Linked DNA regions of Mus musculus: region 1 is linked to region 2. The links are chromatin contacts, called in public promoter capture Hi-C maps. All regions are on one chromosome and are shown on one strand. Each heading gives the region's core, a stretch centred on a gene start, on an enhancer-like site or on the middle of the called end of the contact. The rest is flanking DNA. Distances are from core to core; before and after follow the strand shown.

Evidence for each region. Capture Hi-C pulls out chosen DNA fragments and counts their contacts.
Region 1: a promoter capture Hi-C map of pancreatic islet shows a contact between it and region 2. The contact joins two enhancer-like sites. A contact is called at or near these places in 4 of 39 promoter capture datasets (the 3T3-L1 cell line, hippocampal neurons and liver), 1 of 15 datasets of contacts at CTCF or cohesin (the NIH/3T3 cell line), 10 of 484 Hi-C or Micro-C datasets (3T3-L1-derived adipocytes, the N1E-115 cell line, cortical neurons and 5 more), 8 of 115 datasets of contacts at active chromatin or transcription factors (astrocytes, bone marrow-derived macrophages, embryonic limb bud and 5 more) and 3 of 9 other capture datasets (adipose tissue, macrophages and pancreatic islet).

What each region holds. Positions count from the first base shown.
Region 1 is chr3:27,976,968-27,979,721 of GRCm38.p6, reverse strand. All of the region lies in intron 2 of Pld1 (phospholipase D1), which reads right to left. Among named protein-coding and RNA genes, the nearest start is that of Pld1, 40 kb to the right of the region's middle. Within about 2 kb of position 1,496, at least 34 of the 459 cell types and tissues checked have an H3K27ac peak or open chromatin away from gene starts, as enhancers often do. A contact at or near this core is called in pancreatic islet, where this site is marked.
Region 2 is chr3:27,697,505-27,700,233 of GRCm38.p6, reverse strand. All of the region lies in intron 1 of Fndc3b (fibronectin type III domain containing 3B), which reads left to right. Among named protein-coding and RNA genes, the nearest start is that of Fndc3b, 12 kb to the left of the region's middle. Within about 2 kb of position 1,428, at least 21 of the 459 cell types and tissues checked have an H3K27ac peak or open chromatin away from gene starts, as enhancers often do. A contact at or near this core is called in pancreatic islet, where this site is marked.

The DNA of each region.
Region 1 (2,754 bases), core at 247-2,746, 280 kb before region 2:
TCAGCTACTTAGGCCAGCCTGGGCTAGAGACCCTGTCTCAAAACAAAAACAAGTAAATATGGGTGCTTCCAGGCAAGATGGCTCATAAAATAAATATACTTCCCACCACGCCTGATGCTGGATTTGAACCCTGGGACTCACATGGTAGAAGAAGAGAACCAAACAAACTCTGCCACCTGTCCTCTACCCTCTATACACATGGTAGCAGACACACACACATACATACAATGTTGGATGAATGAATGTAAAAGTAAATAAGGGTAAGCACTCACCACACAAGCATGAAGATGGGAGTTAGCATCCCCAGAACTCCAGATGCAGTAGTGCACATCTGCAATCCCAATGCTCTCGGGGAGGGGCATGGGAAGACGGGTATAGTCAGGAAAATCCCTAGACATCTGGGCCACCTAGCCAGCCTGGCATACACAGAGGTGAAAAACAAGAAACTGCCATCTCAAACAAGGTGGAAGGTGAGGATAACAACCAAGATTCTCCCCCTGGTGTCCACACAGGTGAATGTCTACACTCACACACATGCACATTTGCATGCACATCCAGCTCATACCACATACAATCCTACAGATAGAAAAAGATAAAATAATATGTAAATTAAAGTTTAAGGTCATCCTTAGCTAAATACTAAGTTCAAAGAGGTTAGCCCGAGTTACATGAGACTCTGCATTAAAAATAAAAAATTAATATTAAAAAAGAAAGAGGAAGTCATAAGACGTTTCTTAGGAATGGCATTCAGAAAAGGAGACCCAGGGAGAGATGGTGATTCATTGTGTAAAGGTGCTTGCCTGGAAGCCTGGTGGTCTGAGCTCAATCCTCAGGACCCATGAAAAGATGGATGGACAGAACTAACACCACACAGTTGTCCTCAGACCTCCATATGTATGCCATGGTGTGGTTTCCCCACAATAATAAAATAGAAAGCAAATATGGTTTTCACTATGCTATGACTTGGATTTGGTTGCAGAGTTCAAAACCAGATTCATCCCTCCACTGATACAAGCAATGTCCTTCCTCATGTACCTGATCCTCAGTGACTCAGACTTGAAGGCAGGCAACTCAACTTCTGCTTGGACCTCAGCAGAAGCTGCCCTGTAAAACAATATCTTCTCTGACCCCCACGCTGAGCCAGACCCTGTTGGCTTGAGGTAACTGTTACCCACACAGTGGATCCTCAGCCATGAGTCCAGGAGTGTCCACCCTCGTCACCACTCCAGTCACAGCCCAGTGAGGGTAGAGCTTAGTGACCACCCCACCCTCTCCGCAGGCTCTATTCACAGTCACAGCCCTTCTGGTTGTCAACGTGTGAATTATGAGGTTTACAGTATACACCTGTTTAATTTTCCATCACTCATAACCCAAACAGAAGCCTCTGCTAAAGCAATTAGTTTGGAATTAGAGGGACGAGCTAACATGGGGCTTTGTCCTCTGCCCTCCATGCCTGCCAACTGGCATTGGTTATTTGATCTGTGACTCGTGTTGCCAGGATGACCGGAAAGGACAATGGTACTCATTGTTGCTATGTCTACCCCGGTCTACAGCAGCTGTCAGGGTTCCTCCTGTGTGGTGAGTTTATTTTGCTTCTCTCACTTTTATAGGCTTATTTCCTTAACTTCTGCAAATTACTTTGAAATCTAGTCTAACCCCTGAAAACGTAACCTCATTTTGAGAATTTACACCACACAATTGAAAGTACATGTGTCTAAAACTCTCTAAAGTATATATTCAGTGTTTTAAAAGCTATGTTGTATTTTTACTCTATGTGTATGTGCACATGTTTGAATGCGCTTGTGTGTGCCAATGGCAGAGGAGGCTGGAAGAGCCGGTCAGATCCTCTGGAACTGGAGTTACAAGTGGCTGTGAGCTGCCATGAGGGTGTTGGGAACCCAGCTCTGGTTGTCTGAGAGAACAGCAAGTGTTCTCTCTCCAGCCTGTTTAAGATCTCTACATCATTGTGGTTTTACACAAAACAGTATAAATTCCAAGCAAATTCTGTCTCAAGTTGGACTGCCTAACAAGTCATTCAGTCCACAGGCTGCTCACCTTCAATTATGTGTCCTTTTTTTTTTCAATCATGATAATTTAGCTTTAATTATAGAGAAATTTATGAGTTAAAAAAAAAAGTTGAAGCAGCTTAGGGATGTAGCTCATTTGTAGGATCCTTACAAACCTTGCACAAAGCGCCAGCCTTGATCACCATGTCCCAAAAACTCATCTTGGTGGAACGTATCTCTCATCCTAGCACTTTGGAGGTGGAGGGAGGAGAATAAGAGATTCAAGGTCACGCTCAGCTACATCCCTGGACTTCTGGACCAGAAGAGTTGTACTGTCCTGCTGCTGACCTGAATGCTGCAGGCAACCCCACCCCCCCACCCCCACCCCCCTCCGTGTGGCTATACAGGAAGGAAGAAAGTGTAACTCCCAGGTCCACTCAATGGAAGAAGGAACTCAATGGGCAACAAGCCCAGAATAATTTCCCTTCTCACCTAGAAAATTTCCTTCCTTCCCTACAGGATTTAAGTATGGGATTCCCGTGTCCCTCAGTGCTTCCTTTGCTGTAATTAGACACCATTACCAAGGCAACTTAGAGAAGAAAGAGGTTCTTAGGGGCGTGCAGTTCCAGGAGGTCAGGCAGCATGACAGCAGACAGGCGGGCATGGTGTTGGAGCAGTTTACATCTTGATCCACAAGCATAAGGCAGAGAGATGGCTGGGAAGGACACGGATTCTTGAAATCTTAAAG
Region 2 (2,729 bases), core at 179-2,678:
TTTTTGTGACCTTTTGTCTCAAGAGGAAAGCTATACTTTCCAAGCAATAGGAAAAGATGCTCGAGCCGTAGTCCTATGTTGAGGAGGAGTGTGAAGAGCAGCCACATTGTGCTTAAGGATTACTAAAGGGAAAATGTCCAGTTCTTTGGCCATGATCAGTGCGTTCCAGTGCTATCATGTTAGATAGGTTATCGTTTTCTCAAGTTTGAACATCTACAACTTTCCACAGCATGTCCTCTTCAGGGTTGTTGATTGTTGGACTTCTGCGTCTTGGGAAACTCAGATTGTCTCATTGTCTCTCTGGACTATAGGGGTGACTGCTGATTTAAATTGGGTTTTCCCTTCCCTTCCCTCCTCCCCTCCCTTCTTTCCTTGGTGATGCTGAGATGGTACCCAGGGCCTATGTGCTATGTGTAAGCACTTAACCTGAGGCAGGGTCCTCGTGTTGACCACTGCATTCCCAGGTTGAGCTGGGATGCTTCTTTGAAGAATCTTGCTAATTATAGACATTTTGAGTTCCTATCGTTGTGTTGATTTTTTTTTAACTCAAGGAAATAAACACTTATTTGTTCATCTATTACTATTTTAGAAAAATCAAAGTTCTCAAAAAGGTTTGTGGACTTTCCCCAACTCAGATTGCTGATTTAGAAAATTTCTGTTTGCTAAAAATGTGGCCTTTGATTAAAAAGTTTTTTCTTGTAACTGGACCCAGTTCAGAAATTGTAACCATATATTACATATATGTATATGTATATGTATATACACACATGCATATATATACGCACACATACATACACATCATATAATATATACACATATATGTAATATAACTTATGTAATATACACATGTATATACATATTACATAATATATGTGTGTGCTATTATTATATATATTTTAAATCAAGGTTTGTCATATGGCCCAAGATGGCTTAGAACTTGCTTTATGGCCTAGGGTAATTTCAGACTCTTGATGCTTCTGCTTCAGCCTCTGGCCTCTGAGGTGTTGGGATGGCAGGCATGTAATCCCACCAAAGCAATCATACCTGGTTCCACGTTTATTATTTCGCATGTTTCACTGGGCTTGGAACAGTGTGTATTTGTGTTCCCAGGGAGCAGAATATTAAGGCCAAGCAAAACTGAAGGCCTCTCATGTGCTCAACTTGTCTATTGCCCAGAAACCTAAAATTTATAGTTTTGGTATAATAAAATAATACTATTCTGAAGCTCTCCCAAGAGGGAGCTGTTTTTCCTGGGTTGTTTTCTGCACTACCCACTTAAGTTTAGGAAGGGAGAATGAGGAGGACAGAAGTAGGCTTCCCAGAAAGCCATCTGTGAGACACCGGAGCGTGGGAGGATGGAGGTAGTTCCTTAGAGAGGCGCTGGTGAAGCGGCACAGTGTGCAGACATGTCGCGTGCTACCCCAGAGAGACTCTTCACTCTCATGAAGGTCACCTCTGTGTCTTTGAGTTGAGCTGCTTTGTGGAGTGAGATGCTGCACCCCTAATTTGCACCTGGAAAAGCAAACACATTCCAATTACTGACCTGTCTCTGTTTTCACAGTGAACTGTGTGGTGATGTTGGTTATACCAAAGCAGCCAGAGGTCTGGGACATACAGGACTCCTTATTGCTGGAGAGAGGCTCCTGCAGTTAATTAAAGGTGACCTCAAGATTCAGAGGAGCCTGGAGCCTGGACCTTCCTGGACAGCCAAGGCTAAACCTGGCAAGCTGGCAGCCTTAAATGCTTCCTTTGTTAGAAGTACTTAGCTCTGTACTCCATCTTTAGAAAGTGAGTTCATGGGAGGTGAGTTGAGGACAGAGTCTGTAGTGAGGCCTTGCTGGGTTCTGTCCTTGTAAAGTTTGTGTGGACAAAAAGCCCGTGTGGATGCTGTAAGGATCACCACCCAAGGATCATTTGTGTTCCTGCACAGGGACCTGGTCACAGTGCAGAAGGACATGGGTGCGAGTGGTTAAGATCCCTTTCCTGTGTGGATGTGTATGACACAGGCAGCACCCCACAGAAGTGGTCTCTAATGCTCTGATGTCATTGGTCCCCTCCTCAGAGGGAGCTTGTCTTAGCTGCCAGGCTGGCCTGGTTGGTTGTACATCCTTCATGACAACGGGAAGAAAGGTTAATGTGTAAGAGTGTTTCGTTTGTATCAAGTTGTTTTCCACACAAGATGTAAAGAAAAGAAATATATTTCAACTCCAGGAGTAGAGTGTTTCATTTGTGAATGTGTGTATGCACACATATATATCTGGGGTGGAGGCCACTGTCTGCTTTATTCTCTTAAGACAGGGACCCTCCCTGAACCCGGAGCTGGCTTGGCAGCCACAAACACAACAGTCCTCCTGTCCCACCTCCCATTGTGCTGTGGTTACAGGAGCCTGTGGCCGCAGCAGGCTTTTAGGTGGATCTGGGGATTTGAACTCTGATCCTGATGCTTGCATGAAGCACTCCTACCCCTGAGCCTTCTCTTCAGTTCCTTTTGTCTGTTTGTGTTTAGTCACTTGGGCTTGTTTCTCAAATGCTTTACCACTATCACCTACAAGTGAAGATTTAATTAATTAATTTTGGGTAAGAGACACCAAAATTTGCTTGCGTGTCTCCCCCCCACCCCCACCTTCTCCCCGCCTCCCACCTTGTTTTGAACTAAGGCTGGCTATATAGTCCTCTGTAGGACTGTAGGACAGCCACAGAGCGGACCAGGGGCTTCAAGTTCACAGTGA